Linked DNA regions of Bombyx mori: region 2 is linked to region 1. The links are chromatin contacts, called in public Hi-C maps. All regions are on one chromosome and are shown on one strand. The core of a region is the stretch at or near the end of the contact, and the rest is flanking DNA. Distances in the headings are between cores, read along the strand shown.

Region 1 (5,283 bases), core at 61-2,560:
AGGGTAGCCGCTCGTGTTCGCTGGTAGCGGCCGCACCTAACGCTAATTGTTATAATCTTGAACTAGTTTGAATTCGAGCGATATCAAGCAATACCGAGCAAGACCCTGATAATATCGTAAGGTAATTGTACCAGCGGCGCTGCTCCTCGACGGGTTGTGCAACCGTCTGAAGAGCGGTAGCGGGCCAGGGCATAGTGGCGAGAGTCTCCCACTTTTTGTAAAGTTTTTCATACACTTGTACAATCGACACCTGCTTGATATAATCGTCCGGCGGCGCATGAGTACGGCGCGCTGTGAAATCGAGTAATTCTCCGCAACGCTCGAAGGAGACCGCCGACGGGACGCTGCGAGAAAAGGAAGGTTTTGTTTCATCACGTTTAAAAATTCGGAAAAAAGAATACGTGACCCGATTCGTGCGCCATAAAGGGCTCGTTGGAAGGTTCGTCCGAGAGCCGGCGGTCCATTGAGTGCCTCTGGGAGCATAATTTTTATGAATAGCTGCGGGGACCGGTCCGCCACCGGCGACGCCGTGCATAGAGTTCATTGAATGAGAGCCCGTTCGTTTGTTGACATTCCCCGAAAACCTGCCCCGGCCCGGAATAGCCGCGTATCACGAGCCCCCGATGGATGGACAACGACCGAAATAGACGCCGCTCCCAACAGATTAAATGCCGTTTTCGGCGTTCAATACCATCGGCCTATTTTTTGTTTTGAAAACTTAAAGACTTCTTGCAACTCGGCCACTGAGACAGGCTACAGTTCGAATTGTTGATGTTTGCCTCAATTCTGATTGTTAGCCCACGTTTTAAAATTTAAACGAAAGTAATTTTATAAAGCCTAAATAGTGCTTCTTAGTTGTAATAATAAGAACAAGTGATTGCTTAGAACAGGTTAGCTTGAGCATGTCAGCACTAACAATCGAATCTTAATAAAACGATATAGATAAAGGATAAATGTGTTGCGGAGTACTTGTTGAAGTAACGACATGCCCGCGCATAAATTTTTAAGACAAAATGCAATAATGCAGGTAAAGGATTAATATAATATAAGTTATAAAAATATAACGAAACAAATAATTAGTATTGTGGAGTATCTAGAGTAGCGTGTCGCGCTATTTTCTCTCTGATTCTATGCATTTAACGTGAACCATAGTAAATTAAACAAAGCCAGACGGCGGACGTCTGCTAAACGCTGAATGAAAACATTAATCCGAAGCAAAGCGAGACAATCGTCGAATATATCCACTAGGCTGACGGTTGTATTGTGACCAGCGCAGCATGACCTGTCGCGCCTCCCCCGAGCTGCACATGTACAGAGGAGCGCGGGAGGCGGGCGGGCAGCTTGCCGGTCTCACGGCTGGTGGTGCGGGAGACGGTGCGTCGCTCTGCCCACGCCGAGTTCGTTTATGGCCAGCGGGCCGGTGGGCAATGCTGCCAATTAACGTGCCTACGTGCTCCGGCCCACTTATCATTTACCTTGCCTCGCGAAAATCTTCCTGCGACATGTAAGGTACCGTGTCTCGACGTCGCCGTATTTGATTTTCTTTTTGCAACTGTCATTGACCATTCAACATCCAAATAGAATAGTTTCAATCAAACTCATTAATCAATTCCGCGCTTTACACCGTAGTTATCCCTAGATAATTATAACGATCTATACTTAGATCTTTTTTGTTTTTCCTACCTAAGCTGATGGTCTAGAGAGACCATGTCAGCGTCACCAGGCTAGTAGGTGAGCTCACGGGGCTCACACCTAACGATGTTGCTAACACGAACCCTAGCAAGAGCCGTGCTTCGCAGAATCTACCACCGGATCGGAAATGCGACCGACTGAGAAGATTCGGCGAGAAACTCAATGGGCTGTGTCTGTGGGTTAATTTACTCGTCGAGCCCTTCGTCGCAAGCGACGGGTTCGACGAGAACGATGACCGGTGCTTGGTGTACCTAAACCCGAGATGACGTGTTTTGGGCGACGTCGACTATTTACCATTTGGTCCGCAGGATTGGCAATGTAGTTACCCGCGGCCACGATGAGAGGGTTCTCGTGTCGTGCCGCTTTATCGAAATGGAGTACTTAGATCATCTTCCCATACGTCTGCGCAGAGACAACAACGCAATTTATTTTGCATCATGACATGCAACGTATTATTTTGCTTACTTACGTTCTATGAAGGTATATGATGAGACCGGATACAATAAGATACGGGCTCATCCCACCAGGAACGGTATGATGACCGGTGCTCGGAAGTGAAAAATCTTGTATTAGAAAACAGAACTCAAAGTGTTGAGACATTATTTACATTTGAGTAGACTGAAATCTGTGATACGAGTATTACATATTGTGGAAACCTAAATAGATATCACAATCTAATAAACTTAATTAACTATAATTATCATCTGTTTCGATTCCAGAATTGGTTACTTCGCATTGAATTATTATAATTTAAACATATTTTTCCGTTAATTTTGAGAAATATATCTACTGCGTTGTGTCCACATCCCACGACAGCTACATTATGTCAATTATTTATATATAACGCGCTTATTGATTGCTCCTAATTAGTGCCTTATTTGATTTCGACATTAGGATCATCGTCCGTAGGCAGCAAGCAAGCATTATGCAATTTTAATAACCATACTCAAGACAATTTTACTTAAATTATTTAAAAGAATCTTCTTCGTATGGATTATGTAATTTTATGTAAGTGTATTTGGCTTTAATTTATTTATTTATTCACATAACGAGTGTTACAATAAAACAGATGAAGCCATTTTATCTTGATATTCAATCGTTCTAAACATTCATTGTTCTACTGTGCTCGATGTATCACTTGTAAGCCCGGTAAATTATTGTGTTAGCACACTGCTTATATAATTAAATTTAATTTATTTAAGAAATTCTTGATTTATTTTTTAAATATGAAGTTCTGTTTGTAATTAATTGGGATAAAATTATGTTTGGTACGGAATAAACATGTAAGTTGTCTTGTAATTGAGGGTTGATCGCTTCCTGTAGACATTCGCACCCGGGCGACAATAAGCGGAGCACTTACATACACCAGTTCGCTTGTTGCTGTCACAGCCTGGAACATATTGACTTGTGGTGCCCAACACATTGTCTACGTCATAATAGAAACCAGCGCACGTAGGTACGTAAGCGTGTACGTCCGTGTATCGGTCTTAAAATTAATGCTCATAAAATTATATCAGTTTCGTTGTAACGGAAGTCCGATGATTTCTCTATAACGACCATAAGTTTTAGTAGTCGCGATTAATAAGGCGGGTAGGTAATGTCTGTTGTACTGCACGCAATGTGGGTTATGTGGGCTGCCTTGCATCTTGTATTATTTGAATCCCGCACTAAGAGATCTAAACATAATAGTCATACGAACCGAGTTCACTTGTATTGGACTTAACAATTTACTTTTTGTTATTAATCTAACATGATTGGTATCGTGACTGACACGACGCTGTTCATAACTGTACATAACTATAAATAAACTTCAACAGATATTAGTACATACTTATATCCACATTTATGCTTAAAACTATTTAATTTATTGCATTATATAATTGCTTCAGGCTTCTCTTCACATACCCAGAAATAAGAGTTTCTGTCTATATTTTCTTGTTTTTCTTAATGATATATTGAAATTTTTTTTTTAAACTGAGTATGGACATCTGGCCTGATCTATTAATTACTTGACCAGAATGTAAGTTTCTAAGGTAAATAGTTGATTTAAACAGTATGCTGTGAGCATCGTTAAGAACTGGAGGAGGACGTTCGTCCTTGAAGCACACCCAAGGTTTTTTTTAAAATTGTTACCAGTTTTTTTTTCCTACCAAAGCTGGATAGCCGTGAGAGGCTATTTCAGCGTAACCTTAACTAGTAGGTGAGCTTACGGGGCTCAAACCTGATGACGTTGCTAACACGAACCCTAGCAAGAATCGTGCTTCGCAGAATCTACCATTGGATCGGAAACGCGACCCACTGAGAAGATCCGGCCAGAAACTCAGTGGGCTGTATCTGTGGGTTAATTTACTTGTCGAGCCTTTCGTCGCAAGCGATGGGTTCGACAAGAACGATGACGGTGCTTGAGGTACCTAAAAGCACCGTTAGTGGATCGGGAGGAAATTACCAGAATCCCTAAGCCTGCTCCTACCGTTAGAGCTGAAGGCATCTTATAATAAGAGTCAGGAGGCAGGGGGTCGCTGTGCGGCTCCCGCTCGTGCTCATCTGATGGGATTCCTAACGCTGTGGACATTGTGATCCACTGATTTTGTTTTTGTTTATTTTTAGTGATGAAAATAAATGTCTGAAGTCTTTTAAATCTAAATTTTATTGCTGAACAGATATGTTTTTTAATATTAATAACTATAAGATTCTGTGACGCTGTCCTGCTTCTTGCCGCCGCGAACATTCATTCCGGCGTGAAGGCTAATTCTAAAGCAATCTCAGTTGCACCATGCCCTCATTTTTCAATGGCATTTTAAGATAACTTGAAATACCGCCACCCTGCCTATTTCTGCCGTGAAGCAGTAATGCGTTTCGGTTTGAAGGGTGGGGCAGCCTTTGGCATACTTGAGGCTTTAGAACTTATATCTCAAAGTGGGTGGCGCATTTACGTTGTAGATGTCTATGGGCTCCAGTAATCACTTAACACCAGGGGGGCTGTGAGATCGTCCACACATCAGAGCAATGGAAAAAAAAATTACACATAATCGGGTTGTTTTATAAATTCGAAATTATGCGAAAATGACATGATATTAAATTGATAATTAGGTGGCTCTTATCGGTATCGGTATTGATCTAATCGTATCGATTTAATGTTAGATAGGGCACCTGTGACCGTGCTCTGTCAGCGTATCAGAAGCCCATCTTCCAGTCGAGCGCCGCTTCCTGCGGCAGATGGTGGCACGTGCGCCCGCCATTGTGCAGAAAAACAAAACAAAAGAACTGCGCGTCATAGACTCAATATGTGGTCCCGTTCTTGTAACCACACACACTACACTACCTACATCATACGAACATTAATTAAGAATAATAACAAAGATTGAACTTTGTTCTGGTGTATGAAATATCCATTTATTATATAAATTTTATTAAGTACTAGCTGACCCGTTAGACTTCGTAGTGCCTCAATCGATAAATAAAAGACCTAAACTTTTGTATAAAATAAAACTAAAACAAACAAAAGGAATCCGTCCTACGGGGGACACACCAAAGGAAAAACAAAATTGTTATTTTTTTTAATTCCGAGCATTTTCATATTTATCTACCTTT
Region 2 (5,146 bases), core at 1,073-3,572, 89 kb after region 1:
ACCTTAGAACTTATATCTCAAGGTGGGTGGCGCATTTACGTCGTAGATGTCTATGGGTTCCATTAACCACTTAACACCAGGTGGGCTGTGAACTCGTCCACCCATCTAAGCAATAAAAATAAAATAAAATCAAAGTATATTGTAAGCATAGGAACGCGTCAATTGACCTGAGCGGAGCGCTGGTCGCACCGGACCTTCATTCGATTACGATTACTCACATGCAACAGAAATCTCAGTAACGTTTACGGATCTTGTGTGAGCAGTAATTGGCGGTACTGTTATCTCCGCCCACACTGCAACAGGCCAGACAAGTGGCATGGGCGCCAACATATGAACACTTATGAAGCTTTGGGTGTACCGGTTGAATTGAGTTGATAGTAAAAGTTTTTGTGGCCTTAAGGATAAGACGCCCGGCGTCACAATGTCAATGCTAATCCCTCAGTAGTTTAGTAGGTCATTTTGAGAACTCGCATGGTTAGATACCATCAGTCTGTATATTTGTATAGCGTCACAGTTATGGGGTTTGAGAGATGGTACATCCGTTTTAAGTGATAGTTGGACTTCATGTCTCAAAGCGGGTGGTGACACTGACTTTGTGATGTCTTTAGGATCCGAATACCATGAATGTTAGATGGTTCGAGAGCACAACTGCTTACTAAAAAGCAATATTTTTTTGGTGTACTCCCGGTTGCTAACGTTACATAGACCCGGTTAGTAGTGGTCATTGTTGAATGCATTGGCGTCACGTCGGTTGCTCAGAAACCTATGTGAGGCCTCCATGCAGCTCGACCAAAATATTTCATTTCAATTTACCATTTGTTGACCTCTCGTTTAAGCACATCCATAAAAAAGTAACAAATTTCTAAAGAGTAAGAGCGCGTTAGATGTTAGCCGCCTCGCTAATCCGTTGTTACATTAATTAGCGCTGTGTTACATACAATACGCCTGCGCTAATTCGCAAATTCTCAGTGAGCAGTTGTCTTGCCTCAGGCGAAAATAAAGTATTCCACGACACGACACGACACGACACGCAAGACATTGCTACATCGATAACCGTACTCGTCGAACTCGACAAAGAGGTCGACGTGCAACCTAACCCATGCATTAGACCGCTGAGTTTCTCGCCGGATCTTCTCAGCGGGCCGCGATTCCGATCCGGTAGTAGATTCATTCGCGAAGCAGTTGCTCTTGAGTTGTTAGGTCTCCTTCTTAGGAGGCGCTCGGGCAGCTGTTAGCAAATCCCACCCCTCCTGGCTGAGCCTTTGCTCGCCCACCTGTCCTGGTGAAACTGGAAAGGCATCCGGGACACCAGTAAACTTTTAATCATAAAAGAAACTTTGGTACACATCAGATGAGTCGCCTCTTTGTCCTGGTTGAAAATACAATACCTTTTTTAAATAAATAATTGATATAACATAATTCAATTAGACGCTAATAGATTTGCGAGAAGCGTGAATCCGGCGCCAGGGGGAGGGTGCCGAGATTCAGATGTGGGGGGAGGAATGGTACAGGGTTGTCGATTGTTTGTTTTTTATTTAGGTTATTGGATTTATAGATTGTGCTCACGTGATGTCATAGAATTGTTCATATTGAGGCCAGTAGAGAAGCGCTTAGGTATGTAGCAACGTTTCATTATTTCGTTATTTGTATGCTTGTTCAATCGATTGTTTGTAAGCCACCTAATCGACGAAAGAAGAAGCAGTTTATAAAACATATTCAGATGTAAAAGTCGTATCTGTTTAACGAAGGTCAGAAGTTTACGAACGTTTATGATGCAATCAAGAATCCTTTACGATCTAGTTATAGGTTTGGTTTGTGCATCTTTTATCAGATTAATGGTCTAACTTCTAATTAAAGTTTCTGTTATGGAATCGTGAACGTGCGACGGGTGACGCGCGTGTATGTCATACAAAAGAGGAAAATCTCTAAGCAGCGCGACCCACGACGCAGACCGGGCAGTTTTCACTAGCACGTAATATTGTTACATATTGTAAGTATATAGATATCTAGAGGACGCGTATTTATTAGGGTTTAACAGGGGTCGCTGACACAACAACGCGTGCTACGTACCAAAACTCATCTAAGACATTAGGCCCAAGTCTCAGATGAACGATGCCTCATTAATTCTAAATCGCATAGCTTATCCACAGTCAGGAACAAAGTTCATCTAAAAAATAGCCTTATTAAGCCATATTGTATGTCATAGTATATTAAAATAGATAAGCAAGCATTGACATGCGCAGTAGGTATATGATAAGTCAACGAATTGAAGCAGCCAGCCCTACAAGAGAGGAAGCGGAGTAGAGGGGAGGGAGGAGATGCGTCGAGACGTCGTCTGCGCATCCCGTCCCGCGAACACTTTGATCTGTCCATAAACAACGAAACGTATAGACAGGAAGTTGATAAATATGTCGGAGATTTGTGATTTCGCAGGAGTTGTCACTTCTTTAATCTATTAGGTTTATTAAAAATTTTGAGATTTATAACTTTGTAAGTAAATTGTGTTATGTTTTAGGAAATAGTCGACGCAGCATGTCAACGCCCTCCTCTCTCGCGGTGGCCGCAGGTTCTAGATTATGAACACAGCACGGTCTATTCATTTCTGAGTCATTAGCTTATCATTCGTGAACAATGTGCATATATTTACACACGCACTTACTGCCAGCGTGTGCAGATGACATCGAAATGTCACAAGAAGATGATACAGAGTTATATATTATCTAACATAGATCGCAATTAGGTTTGAAGCGCGCTTAGGCCCTGGCTCGATAGTCGGCAATAGATAAATTCCCCGGACGCCTCTACGGCATTGGCAAGTCTGCAGACAATAAGTCTGTTGGGGGGCCGCGTCATAGTTTATTTGCAAACATACCGCAGCTGAGAGCCGAACTAAGCGAACTCGTATCGATACAGATTTAGCACGTGTCGCTAATGCGGACGATTGACAGAGAATGCGCCGCGACGTCACTCGGGAACTATTTGCGATTTCCAGTGCAGACACAACGGTCTGCGATGGCGAGGTTTTTTTTTTATCGCTTAGATGGATGGACGAGCTCACAGTCCACATGGTGTTAAGTGGTTACTGGAGCCCATAGACATCTACAACGTAAATGTGTCATCCACCTTGAGATATAAGTTCTAAGCTCTCAAGTATAGTTACAACGGCTGCCCCATAGAGATTGTAGACATGAGGTCAAAGTCATTGTTTTGCGTGACGAGCTACCCAACTCTCCTAACCGGAACGTATACCTAGAAGACGGCTATTTGGACAATATTATACGCGATAAAAAGTTTTCTTCCCAGGAAGCAGTACAAAATGCTTTCACATAGCTTGTAGAATCTAGATCACCAGAGTTATATCGCAAAGGCATAAATTACCTTCCTATTAAATGGCAGCAATGTATAGATGATAATGGTAGATATTTTGATTAAATAAATATCTTAAATGAAAAAAAAACAATTTCTATTTTCAGTACAAATCGGCAATTTCATACTTTAACCCCTAATACCTAAATTCAATTTGGGCTTTGAGTTTTATAGCGTGGTTCCGTCATGGTGAAAGTCAATCGTGAAAATGTGTTAAATATGTATTAATTTTAATTAGATCAGAGCTGCCCGCGGTACGTGAACATCAGCATATCACATCACTTAATACGAGTCCATCGGCCTTCTTATCATTGCGTTACGAATACTTCGAAATGATCATGAACATTTGCACGATCCAAGTAATTTGTATCGCTGTGTCCTTTAATCATTTATTACGTCCATGTACTACTTGAAATATATTATTATATTGCACGCCATAAAATAATAGTAAAACGTTAAAATATTACAAGAGCCACAACAACAAGAGCTAAAACCGGAAAGTGCACGCGTTTTTTTTTGTTGTTTTTATGATGTTCATTGATGCGACTATTAAATGATATGGATCTGTTCACACCACTACAGTTGCGTTCCGGTGTTCGGGGTGGGGCGACTTATGCAATACAACTGAGACTCGCTGTGGACGGCCGTGTCTACGGGCCCGGCGAGCACTTGTCCAGGGAGACGTGAGGGCTCTTCCGCACCTCTATGCAATAGATAAAACAGTTAATTTAATAAATACGCGTTCTTGGAACACGCCATAAGTATCTTACAATAATATGGCGACTAAATAATATAATAATATTTTATTCAAGCCTCTTAAAAACAAACACGTACAAGAATTCTTAACACTAGTATAATAATATACATGGCTTTTTTATGAGGTATACAATAACAATATTCCCTGACTTTTATGTTACAAAAGTCATAGTTCTAATTTAAAATTTTTTAAAACATCATTGTATTATGTGTATTTTTCGGGGAGGTTCTAAGTTCAATAAAAATGAATTCAATCCGCTAGATATTACGGCGAACGAAGGCCGCATGTAAATCCCATGAACTATGGCATTAGCCCCGTGCCAAGAACCATGGTAGACACGGTCTAGACCTCGCTCGTTTGGTCTGGATCCAAGGACAACGCCAACGCTCGCATACATCTGTATCTGCGTTAGGGAGGGGAGCTTCGGTTTTTTAAATATAAAATTATGAGTTCGTTTTCTAGATTCAGTAGGAATATTGTCCACTTGTATGTCTCAAAATTTGTCGAAAATTCCTGTTTAATTGAGGTGGCTCGCGAAATGTTTCGAGAAGTTAGTGTTGTTCGTCAGATTATATTCAATATGTGTTTTATGTCTGTCAAACAAAACGTAACTAGTGAGAACAGTGTTCCACTAATGCTTTTCGCTGCATGCTGTGGGAGACAAGCGGCCGCCCCGTGTGAAAACGTGACGTCACCAGCACTAACTGCCTCAAGTCTGACTGCGGGGATCGGACACTCGGTGAGTGGCAGAGCGATGAGGATTTGTTGAGAGTTCAACTTCTACACATTCCTCTCACAGCAATAATACGTGAACTGATAATCTGCCGATTACCCCATAGACACAACCCATTGAATTTCTCGTCGAATCTTCTCAATGGGTTGCGATTCCGATTCAGTGGTAGATTCTGTCAAGCATTGCTTGCTAGTGCTAGCAAATTCCCTCAGGTTGAGCCCAAGAGCTCACCTACCCGTCCGCGCGTATCTGGAATAGCCTCTTACGCTAGCGAATAGGCTGGGAAAAAT

Evidence for each region. A called contact is a pair of places that touch in the nucleus more often than the background predicts.
Region 2: a contact with region 1 is called in a Hi-C map of whole pupa, with 2.4 times the contacts expected there. The contact joins two enhancer-like sites. A contact is called at or near these places in 2 of 7 Hi-C or Micro-C datasets (both in whole pupa).

The regions. Positions count from the first base shown.
Region 1 is chr19:229,486-234,768 of ASM3026992v2, forward strand. No RefSeq gene overlaps it. Among protein-coding and RNA genes, the nearest start is that of LOC101745956, 5.8 kb to the left of the region's middle. Within about 2 kb of position 1,311, at least 8 of the 8 cell types and tissues checked have open chromatin away from gene starts, as enhancers often do.
Region 2 is chr19:317,224-322,369 of ASM3026992v2, forward strand. All of the region lies in intron 6 of LOC101737057 (protein prickle), which reads right to left. Among protein-coding and RNA genes, the nearest start is that of LOC101745668, 29 kb to the left of the region's middle. Within about 2 kb of position 2,323, at least 6 of the 8 cell types and tissues checked have open chromatin away from gene starts, as enhancers often do.